Regions from separate parts of the Callithrix jacchus genome. Here region 1 is linked to region 2. A link is a contact called in public Hi-C data. All regions are on one chromosome and are shown on one strand. The core of a region is the stretch at or near the end of the contact, and the rest is flanking DNA. Distances in the headings are between cores, read along the strand shown.

What was found. Hi-C and Micro-C count contacts between places; a contact is called where the count stands out from the background.
Region 1: a contact with region 2 is called in a Hi-C map of induced pluripotent stem cells, with 1.7 times the contacts expected there. The contact joins two enhancer-like sites. A contact is called at or near these places in 2 of 3 Hi-C or Micro-C datasets (induced pluripotent stem cells and skeletal muscle).

The regions. Positions count from the first base shown.
Region 1 is chr6:27,138,212-27,144,218 of calJac240_pri, forward strand. It overlaps ARNT2 (aryl hydrocarbon receptor nuclear translocator 2), which reads right to left. Exons shown (of 19, transcript XM_078326917.1): 3 at 3,383-3,430. Among named protein-coding and RNA genes, the nearest start is that of ARNT2, 50 kb to the right of the region's middle. Within about 2 kb of position 1,395, at least 3 of the 16 cell types and tissues checked have an H3K27ac peak or open chromatin away from gene starts, as enhancers often do.
Region 2 is chr6:27,034,853-27,040,873 of calJac240_pri, forward strand. All of the region lies in intron 12 of ARNT2 (aryl hydrocarbon receptor nuclear translocator 2), which reads right to left. Among named protein-coding and RNA genes, the nearest start is that of ABHD17C, 120 kb to the left of the region's middle. Within about 2 kb of position 4,594, at least 3 of the 16 cell types and tissues checked have an H3K27ac peak or open chromatin away from gene starts, as enhancers often do.

The DNA of each region.
Region 1 (6,007 bases), core at 145-2,644, 100 kb after region 2:
CTGCCCCATTTTCTATCTAATCAAGACAACAAAAGCTATGAGAATTAACCCCTCCACTTCTGACACACTTGGCCTCGCTGGCAGCTCCTCCCTTATGCCTCAGAGCATGAGTACGCCCTTCGGTGGGCTGGGGGCTCTTCCTCGTCCTCTGGACCCATCTCTCCCCAGCCTCACTCCTGGGCCTTCCAAATCTCTGGCTATCCCCATTCTTTCCCTCCTTACATGAATGCACTCACGATCTTCCCATCCTTAATAAGTACCCCTCCCAGAGCCCCTTGCTTTTTTATTTACATTCAAACTGCTCAAAGAATTGTTCCCATGCATCTTCAAGTCCTCATCTCCCAATCAGTCCTCAGCCCACTGTAGTCTGGCTTCTGTCCTCCAGGTCCCTGCGACTTCGTGTGAGGGGAAGGAAACTTCGAATGCAGGCAGAGCCATGTTCTGCATATCACAGCTCCCAGGGCAGTATGAATCCCATGTGTGAGAAAGAGCTGAGGCCTTGGGATGCAGTGAAGCAGGCCTAAGAGCATTTCTGGCACTGGAAGACAGGCTCCTGGAATGCATGTGCACGTGTGGGCATGCGCATGTGAGTGCTTGTGTGTCCATGCCTGAGGTCACGTGGCAGAGTGGCAGTTTCACATCTACTACTTTGTGGCATCTGAGGCCTGCTGTGATAGGCCTGGCTGTGCTAAAGTAGGAACCACACCAAACTGGCTGTAATTTAGGTCCTTTGTGACTATGACCAGACTTCCCAAATCAAAAAACTCATGATAGGCAGGACATGTGAATTGGGAAGCCCCTTGGGAAAAGCTGGAAAAGCCGATTGCACACACACATCAAGGGACAGAAACCATGACAGAGGACCCTGCCTAGATTCCAAGTCAACAAACTACTGGCTCACGAGGCAGCCTCTGCCTCTTCCAGGCCCTCACACAAAGGGGGCTTCTCTCGCCTGATTGTAAGAAGAGGAAAAGCAAACAGGGTGTGCCATGCCAATTGGAAGCAGATGCTCCACCCCTCCCCTGGACAGCAGCCACAGCCACCACACAGTGCGGGGATGAGGGTGGACTCGTGGACTCAGTCATCCCCGCAGTGCTGAGCAGCTCAGATGCAGCCACAGGCCCTTTCACTGCAGGCCCAGCAGCTGAGCCTATTGTGAGAACCAAGTGGCCTCGGTGGTGTTATAAACTGATCCCTCTTAGTAAAGCACATGCCGGAAACACACCTTATCTTCTTATTTGTCACAGGGGGAACGAAATGGTTCACAGAAGCCTGGGTTTGAACCTTGACTGTATAAAAACAGACTCACAGACAGGCTCATGAGATAGTTCCCCAGAGTGGAGAGTTTCTGTTTCTGAATGACTTGGCCTAATACAACGAGCCCTTTGTACCCCCGCACTGTTATTTCATCACTGACACTGATCTCCAATGTCAAACAAATGCCACTCTTCATCTCTCTTCCTCTCTATGTTCTGAGGCACCAGGAATCATCATTTCCTGAGGTTAGCACGCTGTGAAATATTATCTCCAGGGCAATTTTGACACCAAGAAATCAAAGTCATTGTTTCTTCATAAAGGGAGGCTGTGTACAGGGAGAGCAAACTGGGGCAGGGAGATATGTGCCCTTGTTTCCATTTGGGCAGGAAAGCACACCCTGCTATTAAAATGTATCCCAAGAAACGGGTGGATGTCCAAGCTGCAGTTCCGTCTGCACCGAGGGAACACATCCATGTTTCTGTTATTGAAACTCATGTCTTGTTTTGATTAGAAACTCCAAGGTCATTGGTGACCAAAATGTTCTCCATCTCCTCTCTACTGTTTAACTCAAAGCAGAAGCTGGAAGATGGAAGGAAAGGATCTTGGTGAGGAAAGTAAGGCAGGATGAGCGTTTATGATGGACGCAGAGACTCTGGGAATCCCCGGGCAGTCACGAGACACATGTCCCTCTTGGACTGGTGGGAAAGCGTGCTGAACTCACAGTCGCAATGCGGTTTATAAAAGGAACCATCACCAAAAATGACCACCGTGAGGGGAGAAAATGAGGATAGCTCAGGGGGCCCAGGACTCAATATGAAAGGGATTCATTCAAAAACAACTGAGGCTATCAGCCCAAACTGTGGACCATGGATACAGGGGGAACGCAATTGTCACCAACAGCACGTTTTCCAGTTCATCAGTAACCAAGAATTGAGAAGGCCTGGAGAATTGGGAAGGCCTGGAGGCTTGGCTGGTGGGGAGGAATGTCAAGGCAGGCCCTTCCTTATGTAAGTGGGTACAGATGTGAATTTTGCTAAGAATAAGAATGATGGAATGATTTGTGCCTTCCTGTCAACACTGCCAAACTTCCTACCATATCTTAATCAAACAAAAAAAGATAGTCTGGGGCTGGGCCTGCCTTATCCTTCATGGATGTCACGTATGTAACCCCGTGGGCACTTGTGATCCAGCAAACTTTCCATGAGGTGGTCTGCACTCAGGATGGCCCCGTGGACCCAGCTAAAGATGCTGTCACATGGCCAGTGGGCAATACAGTTCTTAGGAAAACCCAGTTTTCCATCCTGCATCCAAAATACAGCTGCCCTGGTTTCTCATCTCTCTTCTTATTTCCATGGTAGCAATCAAAGACTTAATCTTGACAGTTTTTTCTCAACTTGAACTCTAGGGCTTTTCAGCAAGAATGAATTCCTCTGTTTGCTTTATAAGCAATGAACATCAATTTTAATGGATTCCTTTTTAAAAGACATCAGGCTTTTAAAAAATACTTAATAAAATACTTTTCTTAAAGCCCTGTCTTTTAGAAAGGAACCTTAAAACTGACATTTATTGCTTCTAAAGCAAACAGAGTTAATGACTTGTTACTTACCTGTTGATCTTCTATGCTAGGATGTGGTAGGGTCACTAATAGCCAGCTGCCACTGGGCCAAATACTGTCACAGAGTGAGGGAGCAGGAAGATGGTCACACTGCAGGCAATGGCTTTTTCAATGACAAAAGATGTTACATTCTTGTATCTTTCACTAAGGTGATTGTTGGCTATTGGCTTCTTCTTCTTCTTTTTTTTTGAGACTGAGTTTTGCTCTTGTTGCCCAGGCTGGAGTGCAACAGGGCGATCTCAGCTCACCGTAACCTCTGCCTCCCAGGTTCAAGCGATTCTTCTGCCTCAGCCTCCCAAGTAGCTGGGACTACAGGCATGTACCACCATGCCCAGCTAATTCTGTACTTTTAGTAGAGAGGGGGTTTGTCCATGTTGATCAGGCTGGTCTCAAACTCCCAACCTCAGGTGGCCTGCCCGCCTTGACCTCCCAAAGTGCTAGGATTACACGTGTGAGCCACCGTGCCTGGTCTTGGCTTCTTTAAGTCTAAGGAAAATAAAATAAACTTACCTTGAAAATTTACTGGGACCTTCACCATCTTCATCGTCGAAGTCCATTCTGAAAAGTCAAGATTGCAAGTGAGTACTGATTATCAGGAGAACATTTTAACTGGTAACAGGAGCTGCTGGAACAAGAGGAGCTTTATTCACGAGGCCTGCTATCGATTGGTCCCAAACTTTGGCAGTGGAACAAGCAATATCTCTACACGATCATCACACAGGTTCAAGACAGGAAGAGGCAAAATGAAAGGTCTTGAGGATAAGCACCATTAATTCTATGGCTGGGAATATTCAAGTATCAACCTGTCTCCTCCAGAACTCCATATGCCTTCCCTTCTTAGAACTCTTAGCAGCCAATGGATTGCTCTGGCTATGATGGAAAGGTGTATTTCCTTGTCTCTCGCCATCTTTGGAAATACCTGCTCCCCTCCACATCATCTATTCCATATTGAAACTTGTTTCTTCATTTATCGTACAGTATATTAACAGCCTAAAAAGGCTCAGGGGATTGTGAAAACAAGTTTTCAGGGTGAAGGGATCACAAGGAAAAGAGAACATACTGCTGGTTGTGCTGCTTGAAAATGTGGCTGTTCTTGATGAGTCAAAGTGAAAAGGACATTTAAGGCCATTGCCCTATTAAATCCAGGAGCAAACATGGTTGTTGGGGGGGAAATGGCTGTTTGGGGCCCAAGTTACTCAAATCGGTTGTGCTGGTGGAAACTGGCCAAGTAATTATTCAGAGTCACCCTTTACTGGATCTCTCAGTGTCAACATAAAACAAAAAGTCTTGAAAGATACTTACTAAACTAATATCTCAAACTCTTCTCAAAAAATCATGCCTCTCTAATGGTAATTCACATGCTTCCTGAACATGTTAGGGCAGAGGGCATATTTCATTGGTGTCAAGTATACCCACAGTCCTTGAGGAACAAAAGGAAAAATGACACAGATGTCTGAGCTCTCCTGGACATCCAGGGTGAGTGGAGCTCCTTGGAGACAATGTCTCAGAGCCCCTGCATTCCCCGTCTTGTTCTCTGTAATCCTGGTGGACTGGATGAGGCACAGCTCCCATGAAATCCAAGCAGAAGGGAGGCCAGCCTGCCTGGCAGACTGGACGAAGAAATTCCTTGTCTGAACAGCTCAGTATCAGAATGGAGTGTGTATTAAATGACCACTGCTACAGATTCTAGAGCTGCTGGCCTCCCAGAAAGGGTGACCCCCCCACCCCCAGACTCTAAGGACAGGGCTTCAGTGGCTAAATGAGTGACTTGGAGAAGGCACAGGACACCCAGGTTACCAGGAAACGGCCAGGTTACACAGGGCAAGCCATCTTTGCACAGGCACACCCGAGAAGCCCTGAACAAGACAAATCACAGTCTCTAGGGGCTTTGGGGAAACTTGAGGGACCTAGGGACTGGAATCATATAAAGCAGAAAAGTATTTTCTTCTTAAAATTAGTACCTTCTGCTTTTGTTTTATGTGCAGCATAGCCAAATTTCTGATCTGGGCCTTATTTTGTTTGGAATGACCTGATAGAATCCCTGCTAATTTGGAATGTCTGGTTCTCAGACACAAGGGCTATGCTAAGAGTATAGGAACAGAAGGAGTCACATAATTGGAAAAGAGGACAGGATGACAACAGAAATACCTATGAACAAAGAGAAGAGGAGCTGGGGAAGAAAAGCAAAAGAAAGAAAAAGTACAGTTAAAGGGCCATGCAGACACCTCTAAGAGACAGACACACACCTCTGCAAGGTAGTTTGGAAAACCAGGCAGCACAGCAGCTTTAGAGTTGCCGATGCTGTGGACAAGTGGGAGTTGAATGCAAGACTTTCTAAATAAATCAAAGCCATCAATATGCTGCATCATAACTGAACCATCACCCCACCTTTCCCGGAAAATTACACAGGGAGGGTAACCAGCAAAAACGCTGTAACCAAATCCACCCCGGGTTCTGCAGAGCCACAGAACCACACTGCCACCTAGTGTTCACGATGGGGAAGAGCGAGTTTGCTGTCCACAGGCAGGTTATTTAACACTCCATGCGTGCTGTCAAAAACATTTCAGTGCTAAGAAAAAAAATAGCAGTTTCAACATTCCAAAGAACACAAGCAAGCATTTAACAAAACCACAAGTGGGTGTGAGACATACAGTTATCTTTAAAATTCCTTTTAGCTCAAGTTGGTATGAGTGTGATCGTCAGTGTGCCCGCAAAATACAATTTCTGAGCCAGCCCTCTGTCCTCAGCCTGCGTGATCTTAGGGGTGTTTAGGGTAATCAACCATCCTGATTTTGTCAGGATAGGAGAGGAGATACCCGGGATCCAGGACTTCAGTGCTAAAAGCAGAAGAGACCACGATTGTTGGTCACCCTCGTTTTCACAAAGATAGTTCTGCTGTTCTTTACCCAGCCCTTTGCGAGAGCAGACAGATGAGGAAGTGAGCCCCATGGTATACAATCCCCCGTTGGCCAGGTTAGCTGTGGCTCAATCAAGCAGAAGGGATGAGAAAGGGATAGCCTTGCTCCCGACCCAGCGTCTTCTGAAGTCCTCAGGGAACCTGGGAACCAACATTTGTCCCGGAATATTAGGGACCAAGATCCTGTGCCTCGCACCTGTGCATGTGTGCAGCCATCA
Region 2 (6,021 bases), core at 3,344-5,843:
AAAAAAAAAAAAAAAAGAAAACAATATGGTGACCCAGATGAGGGAGTGTGGACTTGCTCACACTATCCCAGGTGATCATCCTGCTGCTGGGCTATGGTAATGAAATTATTCAGTGGAAGGAAGAGCTACCCATACAAAGTTGGCCGTAATGGGGAGTGACTTTGTAATTAATTTCCTGAGTGGCTATTCCACAGCACTGACAGCAACCACTGTGAAGACCATCCAGAAACACAGGAAGCTATGATGAAAGGTGTGAAAAGGTTCAGGTGCAGCACAATATATTATGCACGCTGCGATTATGGCCACAAACATTGTATAGTTGAGCAATATTTAAAACCAAGAAAAACAATCTCTCACGTGTCTGCATTAATTAGGAGGGTTCTGAATTTCCATTATTTACTTCCACTGTCTGTTTTGAAACAAGAAGGTTCACAGTGGGGTCTCCTCTGACATGTTCGTGGTCCCTCTCTTTTCACCCATGGCTGTGTCCTGGATAGGGTGCCAGGGAACCCCATGGAGGAACTACTTACGGGCCACCTCCCCTCATCTGGGTCTGGGATGCAGGGAAGGCTGGCTAGATATTCTGCGGGTAGGAAGTGAGGGGAGGGTGGGAGAGGAAACCTTTTTATCTAGGGTGAGGAAGTGGCTGGTGGGGAGGAGCAGGTGTGGAAGGTGGACCAGCTTTCTGAGGAGGAACCACCAAGAATGTATGGCTAGAAAACTGTAACAAAACTGTAAATACACTGTAACACAAACTGTAACCAAATTGTAACTGTCAGCAAAAGCACAGGCTTGGTGAGAATGTGGAGGGCCCCACCCAGGTGGCGTGTTGGACGGCTATGGAAGGCAGGCAGAGGTAACACCTGCACCTGTCCCTGTGCATCTGCCGTGACCCTTGCTAGGTGCCTGCATTCATCCCAGCTCACTTTCACCTCACAGCCACTTCGGAAGTGGGTTTTAAAAAAATCCCCTTTCCGCGTGAGTGACGCTAGAAGTTTGCAAAAACTAGATGGCACCCTCAATAGGGATGATTAAAGAAGGTTTAGGAAAGGGGCTACTTCACAGGTATGGCCATAAACAGGAGGGTGTTTGCATGATCTCATCCAATCCTCACAGTAAGCTTTCAGAGTGGTTACTTTACCCCCATAGTAAAATTATGACACTCAAGTTCAAAGAGGTCAAGTGGTTGTCAAGGTTGGTCAACTGGCAAGTGGCTATGACAGAACAGAGCCAAGGACTGCCCCAATACTTCCGATTTCAAGGTGCTTTGCTGTCTGCCCCAATTCAGGAAAGAAAGAGCTTCTATAGTTGTTATGCTAGGATGGTGAAGAGCCCCTGGGCTAGCAACAGCAGGAAGCCAGGCCCATCCCTAAGGTGGAAGGAGCCGGGGGAGCAGGCAGCCATCAGACCCGTGAGAACTGTGGTGAGCGAGGCTGCCTAACACCGTTTCCTCTTCCATTCTTGTTCCTTTGTCTCCAGCCGGTCCCTCCACTGGCCAAACTTAACCAGGAGCCAGAGATCAAGGGATCCCATTTGGCCCTTTCGCAGGCAAACAGGCAGGGCAGAGGGTACCTGGACTGTGTGTGGTAGAAACACAACCACCAGGCTGGTAAGTGGTGAAGACTGAGCAAGACTAGGTTTTCTCATTCTAAGTGTAGGTTGTTTGGATGACACAAAAGATGCGTTGCTATTTACCGACCCTTCTCAGCTTGTAGGAACCAAATGGACACAGGTGATCTGGTCCACAGCTTTCCTCTGGTAACAGTGGAGATGTCCCTGGTATATCATTTCTTTTGACAGGCAACTGGTCAGTCTCTGCTTGACTTTCTCTGCTAGAGAACTCACTAGATTTTGAGGCAGCCTGCTCTATTTGCAGACACAAATACTTCTAAAAAGCCTGACCCCTAAAGAGCCCAAATGCACCTCCCTATAACTTTCACTGGGGAACAACTTTTGCCCCTGGAAAAAAATAAAATAAGTTGGATTCTGTTTATAAACTATTTTTCTCAGCCTTGCAAAAGGTGTATGGTCTGAGTGCCATTTCCTCCTCTGGCCATGCCTTCCGTGTCGATGGCCCTGGTGTGAATGTGTCCCCACCACAAAGGAAGGTCTCCTTGAAGGGAACCCCAGTTGGAGGACCCGGAGAACATTCTGTTTAGAATTCAGCCAAGAGGAGTCATTCATTCAGTGAACTGTACTGAACTGTACTGCCAGGCACTGGAAAGACTGATGACTCGGCCAACGGTCTCCAGAGGAAGACACGTGGGAAAGAAATTGCAGTGTGGTGGGTTAAGACTACAATGCAGGAAGAACAAGGTTCTATCTGAGTGGACAGTCTGCCTCCTAATCTTGGTGTGGGAGCCCAGAACAAAGGAACAGGAAGAAACCAGAAGCATGTGAGCTCCCACCAAGCAGTCTCAACCCACACTTGCTAGACCGGCAGAGTAGGAGCACTAGAAATGATTTTCTAAACAAATTGATATTTTAGAAATTGAAAAAGGAATTGGCGGGGTGCAGTGGCTCACGCCTGTAATCCCACCACTTTGGGAGGCTGAGGCGGGTGGATTACGAGATCAGGAGTTCAAGACCATCCTGGCCAAGACGGTAAAACCCTGTCTCTACTAAAAATACAAAAATTAGCCAGGCGCCTATAATCCCAGCTACTAGGGAGGCTGAGACAGGAGAACCGCTTGAACCCAGGTGGCAGAGTTTGCAGTGAGCCAAGATGGCGCCACTGCACTCTAGCCTGGGTGATAGAGGGAGACTCTATCTCAAAGAAAAGAAAAGAGAAAAGAAAAAGGAATCAATGTAATCAACAGGAAAAAAAGCACATGACTTTCTATACCTTATTCTTACTTTATAGCTTTTGTTTTGGGGTCACCATCACCTTCCACTGAACATAGGACTGACGGCTACACTTTGTCAACATTTTCACATCTCTGCAGTATCCTCATTTTAGAGATAAAGCAACTGAGGCGTAATGATGAAAGTGCAGATGTAAGTGTCAGGGTCTGAACTAACCATGTCAGAGTAACATGGTTAGAATAAAAATGATGCATCCAGGGTGACGTGGCTGGAATATGGAACACAGAGGACTCAAACCCAAGTCTGTCTGGCTGTAGACCTTGTGCTCTTTTTCCTCTGTCCCAGGCTGCTGTCCTGGCCCAAGAGAAATGTCCGTGGCTGTAACAAGGACAATTATTCCATGTCTCCGATCCCAGTACCTTGAGCATCTTGAGCTACAGGAAGGAGAAAAATCTGTTCCTTGGGATTTGTGTGGGGTGGAAGCAGTGAACTCCCCATGATGGCAGGAATCCTTGAACCATTCTCTGTCCCTTCCCCAGAGCCCCATCTTCAACCCACAAACATTTTTCCAGGAAATGACAACCACTCCTACCTGTGGCTCAGCTGTGTCCACCCAGGTCCCGAATCTCAGCAACGAGCTCGGACCACTGTGTGGAGTCACGCAGCCGTGCCCTGGGTGCCTGGCCGAGGGGTGAAGCGGAGCACAAACCCAACCCTCCCCACTCACATGCCATGCACCCTGGTGCAGCTCTGTGTTTTGGGGAGGAAGGGCCCATGTTTCTAATGTGCATAAAGGCCATGATAAGGGCTCTTGGCATTAGGCTGGGGGTTTGCTTTTACATCTGTTCCTTTTTGGGCTCCTAGACCAGAGAAAGCTCTTTCACTGGGAAATAGAAAATCAGGTCGCGGGTACGGCTGGCAAATCCCCAGGATCCTACCCGCTCTGCCTCTGTGGTCGGAACATCGGCATCTCCATCCCACAACCTTTAGGTTTCTGCTGCCATAGCTGGGCACATGTGGAAGAGAAAGTGCTGACCAGCAGGCTGCCCCATCCTGAGAAGAGCCCTGGGGAGTTTTCTTAGACATTTCACGGCAATGGTATAAAAATAGGCCTTCATGTGCTTGCAAATTCCAGAGAGGAAGAAAGCACGGCTGCTCAGGAGAAAATGGACTGACAGCACATGCGAGGGAAGTGGGTTCCCACCGCAGCCAGTGCCGCCCTCCATTAGCTCAGTGACAATGGCTGGGGAGTCGAAAGTGAACACATCAAGCCTGGCTTCCTGCCGGCAAGGTGCAGGAGGCTGGCCGGATGCTGTTAATTTCCCCCCATGCTCCCCAGACAGGGGTTTTTACTCAGCCTGAGAAGTGAGCAAGAAGCCATGAAGGGGGCATTCTAAGATAGCCAGAATCAAGTCCCCGGGAGTAACTGGAAGCACGAGGTGCTGGGAGGTGTCTGGGGAGGGAGGCTAATAACATCCACCCTGATTGAGCGCCATCTGCACACCTATTGTGAAGCACTTGAAATGCTTGTTACAGGGTTTGGAACTGATTTGATCAGGGGCAGGAGCAGCGTGGTCCAGCCACGCATGTTTGTGCGTGCGCATGCGTTGGTGGTGTGCACATGTGTGTGTGTTAGAGCTTACTTCCTGGGCCACGGAGACTGGCTCAGCAGGGGCCTGATGGAAGGCAGGGGAGACGGTCTGGAAGACTGATGATCACCTGCAAGGCCTCACCTGAGGCAGGGCCAAAGAGGCAGAGGAAGAGATGGGCTAGAGAGAATCCCAGGTAGAACCTGTGGGGCTCTGGTTCTGTGCCGGGCTGTCTGTTGAGGTGAATGAGGGGGAGGGACCCAGGATAATTCCCAGACGTGGGGCTTGGTGACTGGGTGTTTCAGTCCCTTACCGCCTCTCAGCTCTGCAGAGACCAGGAATGCAGCCTTCCTTTGACTTCTTTTGTACCCACTCCTATGCTCCACCGCCTGCCTAGGACTAACCAGGTCGCCACTGCTAAGCATGATGAAGGACACGTGATGGTCAGTCGGCTCAGAGAAACTCAACTGTGATTCTGGGCATGGTGGGGTTTTAAAAACACATGCACACACACATGCACACACATGAGCACAAACAGCAGGAGTGGTATTGACAACACTAGAACAATGCTATCACAGGAGAGAGGACTTGGTCTGAACAGACTCAGGGATAACTGCAGCTCACTTCCCTAAAAAGACATTGGAAATGAAGAAAGCACAGCAGCTAGTTGTGCCCATGTGAAAACGCTGAAATGACTCCAGCTAAGAAACAGCCTCAAAAGAGTGTTGGCCCCTTGTGCCAAGGCACGTTTCAAAGTTGTGCCATGTGACCAGCATGTTAAATGGGTCTGTGTTTTTCTGGACTTCATTCCGTATTTGATGGAACAGGAAAAAATGCCAGGGTGATAAGGAGGTCCTCTTTGTAGCAGCTTTACACAAATGCTTGACATTAAACACTCAATTTCTCCAGGAAGTTTCCTTTGGATGCTTTTGACTGAAAGCAAGCGAGCTTGCAAACTGCCCACCCTCCACCCCCCACCATCCCCTCCCCTCTGCACAGAGCATTTAAGGATCTTTCCGGAACAAGTCTGCCTACTGCTGGCAAAGGTCATCCTCACTAATTCAAAAGTGCTGGCCAGTCCACATCCATGGTTATCACTGCCCTCTACCGTCCGCAGTAAACTTTTCCAGCCAACTTCACCAGTGCAGGACCTTTCAGTTCAGAGACACCGGATGGAGGCTTCTGGTCTAACTGCGTCCTGAGGGGCATCCTGATCCACGCAACGTCACAGGCTGCAAGCGCAGCTGTCGGGAGGAACTGCAAAGGCCACCCCTGTACAAGACGGCTTTTCTCTTTTCTCAGTGCTGCCTAACTTTCAGAAAAAGGAAGCAAAACCTCTGCCGGGGGTTGATTTTCACACGGAGATCTTACCTTTTCGTGCAAGTCCCTCTGCAGGGCGACCTCTTGGAGACGCTTTCTCCGAGGTTCTGGGGGGAAGCATTTATTCTCTGCCCCCACTGCATTCTCCCTGTCCCTTCCGTCTGCCCCTTCTTACGTTCTCCATGTTATTGGAGCCCAAGTCTTAGCTGGGAGTGGCTGGAGGGGGTCGTGACAGGAGGTGTGAGGCTGGGACAAAGCTGTGGCTTGAACAGATGCTAAGCAGATCCAAACTGGCATTTTCCTCCTC